2 separate regions of the Mus musculus genome follow, and region 1 is linked to region 2. Evidence: chromatin contacts called from public promoter capture Hi-C data. All regions are on one chromosome and are shown on one strand. The core of a region is the stretch at or near the end of the contact, and the rest is flanking DNA. Distances in the headings are between cores, read along the strand shown.

Region 1 (5,274 bases), core at 1,045-3,544, 53 kb before region 2:
TTACCGAGATCGGGTTCAGCTCCAGGCTTTTTATTAGCACCCACCCAATAACTCCAATCTTCCTGGCTCCTGAAGGAATCCTGGCTCTAGGGAGTGGAAGAGGCTCCCGTCCTGCACCCTCTGGACCCCACCTGGAAACTCGGCTAGCACAAGAAACCAGCGGTCTCAAAGCCAGTCCTATTGCCAGACACTCTCATCCTGGTTTACAGCACTAGTGTTCTGAGCCTCTGTGGGGCCCTTTTGGGGTTCCTTGTTGCTTTGCCTGGCCATCCATTTCCCTTGGAGCCTTCTTAGGAAGGGATTCTGTCTCATACCCTGAACCAGCCAGGTGCCCAGCTTGAGTGAGCGTTAAGAGCTGAGTAGTCGCGTACAAAGGAATCCCCAGTGCGGCACCATGTTCTCACGTCCCTTGATGTCCCCTTAGCGCCCGCCCTATGTCCCCCAAAGAAAGAAGCTATTCCATTTTGGAAAGGTTTATTGTAAGAAAGCCAATGCGGGGGTGGGGAGTGGAAGCGGGCACCTCACTGGGCAGTCAGAGTCTCGCTGGCCTTGTCGATCACACTCTGGACTTGGGTCTTAAGCGTCTCCAGCATGGGCATCAGACTATGGCGCAGGTCCTCCAGCGCAGGTCTGGCTTTCTCGCCAAGTGTCTTCAGGTGGGTTTTGGCCCTGGTGTGGTACTCGTTCAAGGTAGGGTTGCTCTTGAGCTCAGCCAGGCGCTGGGCCAGGCTCTCGCGCATCTGTTCGCTGTGGGGCGCTAGCTGTGTGCGCAGAGAGTCTACGTGTGTGCGCATGCGGTCGCGAAATTCCTCAGCCACAGGGGACAGTCTCCCTTGCAGCTCCTGCAGCTTCTGGCGCGCGCTCTCCTGCAGCTCGGCGCCCAGAGGCGCCACCTTCTGGCGGTAGAGCTCCACATCCTCTTTCCATTTCTTCTGGAATTCGTCCAGGTAGGGCTGCACCTTCTGTTTCACTTCCTCTAGGTCCTTGTTCATCTCCTGTCTCACCCAATCTGTTTCTTTCTCCAGGTTATCCCAGAAGTCCCGAGTCAATGGGCCCAGCCGTTCCTGCAGCTGACTAACGGTTGAACCCAGAGTGTCCCAGTTTTCCAGGAGATTCAGGCTAGAGGGGGAAGAGAGCGGCTGAGAGACGAGCCCAGGCATCATGCGCTGCCCCTGGTCTGCAGATCCATGCACATGATAGCTGGGTGCCACCTGTCCCCTAATGTGCAGTTGCTATGGTCCTAGTTTCCCCGAACATGCAACCCTCTAACTCACTGCCTTCCCTTTACATTCCTCTGTACACATGGCGGAAGGCACCAAGAACACAGATGTGGTCGGTGCTGGTTACAAGGCCAGTCCCGTTTTTTGTTTTTTGTTTTGTTTTGTTTTGTTTTGGGTGCTGTCTGACCAGTACTGGGGGTTACCAAGGAAAAGGGATTTGGCACTCATAGGCTGAATGAGGGGCTGTGGTTACCCAACAGCCAGATGAATCCCATCCCTAGTCCTCCACTGGAACCTGCCATGGTGCCCAGCTGGTAGGAAAGCCCGTGAAGGGCTAGCCAGCTCAGTTCCAGCATCTTCTCACTGGTCTCTCTGCCCACCCTGGATGGGCAGCCCTTGACCTGCTCCAGGCCCCACGCTAGGTCTTTCCTTACTTCAGCTGTTGGCCCAAGGAGGAGGATTCAAACTGGGACACATAGTCTCTGCCGCTGTCTTTGACCGCATCCACATACACATTAGCGAAATCCTTCACTTTGTCCCATTGGGACTGGGGTTCATCTTGCTGCCATACGTGCCAAGCCTGGCTCCCTGGGGATGGAGGGGAGACCCATGTTAGGTTAGACTCGGAGTCAGGGAAGAGAACAGTGGGAATTCTGTTCTCTGTGCCCAGGAAGGTAGTCCCACGCAGGTCAAGAGGCACCTACCTGTCAGGAAGACCAGAGCCACGGCCAGCACCACAGCTTTCATCCTGAAGGGTGTGGGTGACCTGAAGAAGAAGAAGGAGGAGGAGGGCTGGGCTGAAGGGAGGCATTGTCATGGAAAGGCTCCACACACAATTCAAGCCCATGGAAGCATTGGCTAGAATGGCTAAAGGTGCGAGATATCCACGGTATTGATTTGGACAGTGGAGCATCAACTGGGAGGCGCTATGGAGCCAGAGCCACCGAAGGCAGGTAGCAGCACTTACCTCCCCGGAGCTCTCCGACAGTCTGGGTGTCCAGCTCTTCTTCCCTGGTCTATATATGTGTGTGGGCAGGGGCTGGGCTGGGAGACTGATAAGCTCAGCCTGGCCCTGCCACTGCTTACTTTTGCTGGCGATGTGGAACTTAGAGTTCAAGGATCAGCTCTGTTCCTGAGGCTGGGCAAACAGAGTGGGCAAACAGGAAACTGCGGGGGCTGCCGAGCTGGGATCAAGGGTTCAGGTGGGGGCAGCAGGGGGTGGCTGCAGACTCCAGGGGTCCCCAGGGGTAAGGCAGTTGCACCATCCCGAGGTGTATGTCTTCTTCAAGATAGTCTCATGGAGCCCACTCCTGGACTCCTCTGTGTTGCTAGTGCCCTCTGAGCCTGGAACAAGGGAGGGAGGGAGGAATTGTGGGCTCCTTCACTCACAGCCCCACCCCAAAGTTTTTTTTTTGCTTTCCAAGGGGTTCCCCCTTTCACCTCACCCTGGTCCCCCAGGTTTGGGGATTTGTCTTTCCAGATGCCACATGTTTAGCCAGCCTCCCAACCCTAAATCCAAAAACAACTGAGGTGTCAGCCTGAGTGAGATGCAGACAGGCTCATATCCCCAAGCTGAGGATGAAGACCCCTCTGATGCTTCAGAAGAAATGACAGAGGCCAACATGGAGTTGTTAGCTCCTTCCTTGTCTCCCTCCCTCCTTCCCTCCCTTCCTTTCTTCCTTATCTTAGGTACATGAGCGCTCTGTCTTCAGACACACCAGAAGATGGAATCAGATTCCTTTACAGATGGTTGTGAGCCACCATATGGTTTCTGGGAATTGAACTCAGGACCTCTGGAAGAGCAGCTAGTGGTCTTAAACCGCTGAGCCATCTCTCCAGCCCCAGTTGCCAATGTTTTTGTTATGTGTAGATGCTGTTATTCAGCCTCCCTTCCAGAGAAAACCTCACCATATACCATGACCACTAAAAGGGGTCATGTAGTTCAGTGACGATATGTCTTCCCAGAGTGGTGAGGGCCTAGGCTCACTTGCCAGGATGGGAGAGCTGGGTAGCTGTGTAGAGTGGGCTGAGTACGGTGGCCAGTTTTTGCACTTGGAAGGTCAGAGGGTTGAGAGTTCAAAACCACAGCCTTGCCCATATAGCAAGTTTGAAGTCAGCCTGGGCTATATGAGAATATCTAAAAACAAAACAAAACAAAACAAAACAAACAAACAAACAAAAACCACAGATCATCTCTAAAATCCCATTATGGAAAGTGAGTTTTCAAGCTAAGAGGAACTTTTGAGACCATCTATTTGAGGTTCTACCATGAACTTCCTTCTAGATAAGGGCCTGTTGAGAGTGGAAGGAATTTGCTGTGTCCTTTATCTCTCAGCCTTAGAGGCAAGGATGGACCTTGCGCCCAGGTCTCTGCATTTGGGACCCAGGGCAGGAATGTACTCTGCCCATCTCCCTAGGAAACTCCCCAACTCCCTAGAAACCAGCTTGGAATCTGTCTACCAGTTCAGGGAGTGGCTGGGATTCCAGGCTGCTCCCATCCCAGGAGGCTTTGCAACCAGAGAGAACCTTGGTTCTGGGATCTGCAACTTATTCTCCAGGTGACCCGGACAGGTTACATAACCTCTCCGTCCCTGGGTCTCTTATCTGCTAAGGAAAGATAATGACAGAGCATGCCACAGCTTCCTTATGATCCCAGTCACTGTATGGGAAGCAAAATGGAAAAGATGTGTGTGCACTTACTAAGTCCAGGAACCTGTGCGTGGTGTCTAACATGGCAAATGTGATTAGGGGACTTGAACTCAAGGGTAGCCTGGGATATCCAGAGGGCACAGTAATCACAAGGGTCTCTCAATATGCTAGAGGAGGCAGAAGGGCCAAAACCATGGAGAAACTTGAGAACAGAAATAGAGACCAAGCAATCTGAGTGTGCAGATGAGCCAAGCGGGTTTCGGCTACCCATCCATGGGTGCTGGAAGAGAGAAGAGAAAATGCAGGTTTTCTCTGAATGAAAGAGTTTTCAGACAGAATATCACTCTGACAATCCCATGCTTTTAGCCATGATTTGAGCTTCTGAACTCCAGAGTTTTATTTGTGTTGTGTTGTCTGTGAAGTCTGAACACATTTCAAGCAAAACTGCTGAAAGGTGACCAACAGCAAATGGCAAGTGTTCTGCATCCCAGACTCCTGAGGTCACTGCCACGAACACATTCTGTTACTAGGCCATAGCCTGTGACCCCAGTTGCTGGCAGCAAAAATGGGGTAAGGCAGGTGTCTGGCTTGCAGGTGCTGTGATGCAGGACATCTTTTCCAGGTTGAAACCAGCCCCCGAGGGCTGTGGGAGCACTCAGAGGGAGGTGGCCTCCACAGGAGTAGTTTTTTAGGTCTTTTGGGGGTGGGGTGGGGGTGGGGGTGTCTGTTGGTTTCCAGGATGCTTCCCACAGTCCTATCTTTCTTTCTGGCTCGTTACTGAAACCGTGCTGGCTAATCCTAATTGAACCTAACATTTGCTCCGCAACTCATTTAAAGTAAACTTGAGACACCCCTGTAAGGCTGGACGCCATGTTCACCCCCTTGGTAGTTTGCCTGTCAGAAAAAACGGCAGCTCAGAGATGCTAAGAACATTCTTGCCCCCCAGCTTTGAGACAGTGCCCAAGGGGCTAGGGATCGGGTCCGGCCTCTAGTTCTCTGATGGTGATTTCTTCACTTCCAAAGCCTTTGTACTCTCTCCAGGGACATGGCTTGGGGACTGGAATCCATGACATCACGGTAGACGACTCTGGGACAACCTGACTGAGCAATAAGTGTGCTCCTGTCTTGGTATATAGTCCAGGCTGGTCTCAAACTTGTGGTAATCCTCCTGCCTTGGCTTTCTATGCTAAGGTTATAGGTGTATGCTCCATGCTCCCTCCCCCACACCCCATACTTACTTGCTAGTGACTTACTTTATCAGGAGACATTTGGTTTAAACTAGTCTAAATAGCTACTTACTGTTCTGAACAGGAAGTCTTTCTGGACAGATCAAGAGTCAAATGGGCTCATCACAGATTGAGACAGGTTGGCTGCTGTTAGAGGTGTTGGGTGACCAGGGAGTGAA
Region 2 (5,135 bases), core at 1,332-3,831:
TCTGCAGGTGCAAAGGGAGTAGTTGAAAGCCAAGGCTCATGTGACTTGGGTGCTGGGGGAGACTGGGGTTGCAAGTGCAGGTGAACGTGCTCTGCACTCCCACATGACAGGACAGCTGTCATCTGCAGAGGGGACAGGTGATAAGACGGGACATACTCACCCATATGTCCACTTTGGGCCCATCATATTCCTTCCCTTCGAAGAGCTCTGGGGCGGCATAGGGAGGGCTGCCACACCACGTCTTCAGCAGCTGCCCTGGAGTGAAGAGGTTGCTGAAGCCAAAGTCTAGAGAAGCAAGGGAACAACACTCATGTCAGCATCCCAGCAGGCACTGGTCTCTGGTTAGCGGAACACAGAGCTGTGTCACCAGGCTGAAAGAGCAAATCTAGGAAGTAGGCAGTGAACCATCTGAGCTCGCTGGGACTGGGTCACCTGCCTTGTTCATGTGCACCTGGAAAAGGGAGAGGAGGGACAGAGGAAAGGTGAAGGAGGGGAGACCCATGCTGGAAAACTTCTTAATTGATGGACTCTACCCCAAGGACACCCCAGCCTCCCTGGCTGGCCCTGAACTCCTGGCACTCTCCCTGCCTTTTCCATTCCCTGCAGCAATCTTAAGGCGACATACCTACCTCCCTGGAGCCCCTTTCCCTTCTCCAACTCTTTTGCCCTTCTCCTTCTGCCCTGTGCATTTCTCTAACTAGCCAGAGAATTCTCCCACGGAGGACCTGCTGGTTAAGACTATCTTTGCATGCTCTGTTACAAAAGACACTGGCTTTGGGGGCTGGAGAAATGGCTCAGAGGTTAAGAGCACTGACTGCTCTTCCAGAGGTCCTGAGTTCAATTCCCAGCAACTACATGGTGGCTCGCAACCATCCGTAATGGGATCTGATGCCCTCTTTAGGTGTGTGGGAAGACAGCTGCAGTGTACTTATCATATATATAAAATAAAGAAATAAAATCTTAAAAGAAAATACACTGGCTTTGTTCCCATGTTGTTTCCATCTGTCAACTTAAAACAAAAATCATGTGTGTGGGGGTATGGGTGTTGCAGGATATCTGATCACACTGTGAACTCTGCGATTGTGTTATTTACTGGAAAATCCTATTTCTAGTTGTGGTGTGGCTCAGTCTCATCACATACCTTTAATCTACCTGGATGGACACAGACACACCCTTAGTATACACCTTTAATCTCAAACAATGAAGGTTAAGTTTAGTTTGTGGAAGGAAGTGCCCATGTGGAAAGTGATGTCAAATTGAGTGGCAAAGTGACACAGTGATGAATCAGAGAATGATTTGACAGAACAGGATATGCCTAACTCTCAGGAGAGGGAGGGAGGGGGCGGGGGAGCCAGATTGAATCAGTCAGCTTGGAGAGTGTTTGCGCTACAGCTCAGAAAGAACTAGAAAGGGTGAGCTTATTCAGCAGCAAGTCTCAGGGGCTGAAAACACTCTAGGCCTAGATTAGGTCGTACTGAGGCTAGAAGCTTCCAGGACTAGGTTAGCAGACAGAGGCAATAGCCTCCGAAGCAACATTTACATCAGGGGATAAAAAAATACTTTTACATGTGGGTGTATGCCCAAGTTTGTATGAGTGCCCATAAAGGCCAGCGGAGGAAACTGGATTTCTTGGCATTACAGCCTCTTTGAGAGCTGTCTCACATAGGTGCAGGGATTTGAACTCTGGTCCTCACAATGAAGCAGCAAGTGTTCTGGACTGCTAAGCCATCTCTCCAGCCCCTCTTGCTTAGAATCTTACCTTTTACACCTCCTAAGCTATTCACTCAGAGCTCAATGGCTGCCATACAAAATCAGATCCTGTTATCTCTTTGCTCAAAAAAAAAAAAAGAGGCAGCTCTCTATTTTAGCATTGTCATTAAGTTCCATCACAGCCAGCCCCACCCTACCCAGCTCTCCTGAGTACCCCTGGCTAATCTTCAGTACTAGAGGGCCCACATCCTGTGTTTATATGCCTTTCTTTATATACTTCCTGTCTGTGCCAGGCCTGTTCCTGTCTCTCCCACCTTTAAAATGTCATCCGTTTTCAAGGTGCAGTCAAATATTACTTCCTGTATGAAGCTTTAACTGATTTCCAGCAGAAAATACCATATCAGTTGCTTCCTTTGGTTGTCAGAGCCTTTTGTTTATTCTCTGACATCCCAGTCTCCACTCTGCCTTACATTGTTCTTAGCTATATGATGTGTTCAAGCTTTCTACTGACTACTGAGTGGAGAGGAAAGAGGTTTATTTGTTCTCATCTTTTCACAGAATCTTTGATATACGATAGAAAGGTTCACAAAAATGAGCCAGTTAAATTACTGTGTCAGTCGCTCCTGAACACTGACTGGTGCCTTCTCACACTGCTGCGTCAATGGCCACCTACCAGAACCTCTATCTCCAACCTCTCTCACCCAAGCTGCTGAAGCTAGTAGCTTACTGATCACCAGGGGTTTAGTTCAGGGTCTGATACAGCCAAAACAGTGCCATTTGTCAACAGAAATAAACACCCTGTTGTGAAGTCTCTTAGATCACTGTGGTGGTTTGAGTAAAAACTGCCTGCATAGGCCCATAGGGAGTGATGCAATTAGGAGGTGTGGCCTCGTTGGCATGGGTGTGGTTTTGCTGGAGAAAGTGCATTACTAGGGGGTGAGACTTTGAGGTCTCAGAAGTCAAAGTCACTGTAACTTCCTGCTGCCTGTGGATCAAGATGTAAAACTCTCAGCTCTTTCTCCAGCAGCATGTCTGCCTCTGCTCTGCCATGCTTCCTGCCCTAAGGCTAATGGACTAAACCTCTGAAGCCAGCCAACAAGATGTTTTCCTTCATAAGAGGTGCTGTGGTCATGGTGTCTTCACAGAAATAGAGTACTGACTAAGACAATCCCCCTCCCCCTTTCTCTGTACTCCCCTGTGACTCTTTATCTTGTGTGTGTAATTCTTTCAGCTTTAAAAACACTCTACCTCTCTTAGAGAAGTCTATTCTTTCTCCGTAGTTTCTGTAGAACTACTTATTAGAGTTGCTGAAGGAGACCTGTCCAATGACAACACACACAGCTGACACGCCATCATGCATGGATGGAGGGAATCTCACAAGGCCCCACCTCTAGATGAAGAGCTGCATGTAATTAAAGCTACCAAGAGAGGGAGAGTCAGTCTTCTCTTCGACAGAGGTGAGGCCCCAAGGGTTATCCAATCCCAAGTGGTCAGAAGTAACTCTCTCTCTCTCTCTCTCTCTCTCTCTCTCTCTCTCTCACACACACACACACACACACACACACACACCGGTACAAAGAGGAGATAAGTTGAGAAGGAGTGGGGGGACATGAAAGGGGCCGAAGAGATGGGAGGGTGGGAGAGTAGCATTCATGTTTAAAAAAGGCTACTATTCTTTCCTGGCTTTCATGATACTTAGCATTTCTTCGAGCACAGTGAGTGTGTAAGAAATAGTGCTTATGGACCGGCATGGTAACTCATGCCTTTAATCCCAGCATTCTGGAGGCAGAGGAAGATTGGTTATCTGTGGATTTGAGGTCAGCTTGGTCTCCATTATGGGTTCCAGGCCATCCAGGACTTCACAGTCAGATCATGTCTCAAAAACAAACAGCAGATGCTGCTTCTGAAGGAGAACACATTGGAAGCCATGCCCATGGATCAGCTGGAAGCCATACCAATTGATGGCTTGCTGGAGAGTCTCCCTATGGCCACACAGGCAGCCTAAGCTGAAGGAAATCTTGTAGTTCAGGCTGGTCTCTAACTCAGAATCCTCTTGCCTTGACTTTCTGAGTGCTAGGACTAGAAGAATATACCACCAATCTTTTCAATGTCCAATTACACCTCACAGTCTGCACACAGTGAGCAAAATTGTCCAAACTCTTCATAAGCAAGTAGGATAGGTTGTTAAAAATCCTAACAGACCCTAGACTTGATGGCACAAGCCTGTAACCCCGGCTAGGTGAGGCTAAGTCAGGAGGACTCGAAGTTTGAGGTCAGCCCAGGCAGCTCAGTGCGGAGGGCTCGCTGGCATCACTAACAAGAATCTGCAGTGGGACACTTGTGGTGGTGCTGTGAAAGATGATTTAAACGCAGTTTAAGTTTCCAAGCCTAGCAGGGGCAGGCCCAGCATCCTTCCTGACAATGCATCACTGTAAAGCGAGGTTTCCTTAGCACTGTGTGGCCATCTTCCCTGCCAGTGGCTCTTTACCTCACATCCCTCTCCATCACTGCCATGTATATGGTAAGCTAGGAGTACGGCTAGTTCAATGTGCATTTAACTTTAGCATGAGTTGGTTTTGAACATTTAAATTATCCATGCAGGAGAAACCTCAAATTATTAACACACGGGAACATTGGAACTCATTTTGAAAACTCAGCTCCCTCTAACAAATACTTGAGGGGCTGGAAAAAAAATGAGTTGGAGGAAATATGTGCTCTGGTTTCTCTTAGCTGCTTACCGTTGTGGGCAGCTTCTGCACACTTCAAGCAGAGGGCTATTTTTCAGAACTGTTGGCAGTTTAGTGAAGTAGCAGGGGGACCCTGGGATGTGTGGTTGAAGCAGGGGCGGGAAGACGTGGGTGAGCAGCCTTTACTGTTTATAGGACAGACAACTGAAATAAACTAAATATCAACCAACACAGGAGGAAAAACTCTAACAAAAATAAAGCAAAGACTAAAACAAGGATGGATTCTCACTGGCTTGGGTCAGAAATATCAACAAGATTTACAACAACAGCAACAACAACAAGGCACAGAGCCAGGGTTTGATCAGTTACTTTGTACCTAAAAAGTTATGATTTCTCTTCCAAAGGCACATGGGCTCAGGAGCTGCTGTTTCTGCTACTCACACTGCCTACTGCTGCATACTCCCAGCACCTCATACAGGACTCTAAATGAATGCCTCCATCTCTTCACACACTCATTCAACATCAGTGTCTGGAGGACTTGCAGGGGATACTGCAGTATGACAATCCCTACAGAAGGGACACCATCTCAGGGATGACTCAAAAAGGAAGCAGGGGGCTAGAGAGATGACTCAGCATGAAGCCTGCTTCCTGTGCAAGCCTGAGTTCAAATCTGAAGCACTCACTAAAAGGCTGAGTGTAGCCAACCGGCATTTGCTGAGGAGGGGGAAATCTAAGGTT

What was found. Promoter capture Hi-C pulls out the DNA fragments that hold promoters and counts their contacts.
Region 1: a promoter capture Hi-C map of macrophages shows a contact between it and region 2, with 5 read pairs. The contact joins the promoter of Apoa1 here to the enhancer-like site in region 2. A contact is called at or near these places in 1 of 39 promoter capture datasets (macrophages), 5 of 484 Hi-C or Micro-C datasets (the AML12 cell line, embryonic stem cells and trophoblast stem cells), 7 of 115 datasets of contacts at active chromatin or transcription factors (double positive thymocytes, embryonic stem cells, heart atrium and 4 more) and 4 of 9 other capture datasets (adipose tissue, embryonic stem cells, liver and 1 more).

Annotation. Positions count from the first base shown.
Region 1 is chr9:46,225,650-46,230,923 of GRCm38.p6, reverse strand. Apoa1 (apolipoprotein A-I) reads right to left here and starts at 2,294. Exons shown (of 4, transcript NM_009692.4): 1 at 2,188-2,294; 2 at 1,925-1,986; 3 at 1,655-1,808; 4 at 455-1,119. The coding sequence starts at 1,967. The coding sequence ends at 522.
Region 2 is chr9:46,173,022-46,178,156 of GRCm38.p6, reverse strand. It overlaps Sik3 (SIK family kinase 3), which reads right to left. Exons shown (of 25, transcript NM_027498.3): 5 at 161-285. Among named protein-coding and RNA genes, the nearest start is that of Apoa1, 53 kb to the left of the region's middle. Within about 2 kb of position 2,581, at least 183 of the 459 cell types and tissues checked have an H3K27ac peak or open chromatin away from gene starts, as enhancers often do. A contact at or near this core is called in adipose tissue, double positive thymocytes, embryonic stem cells and 3 more, where this site is marked.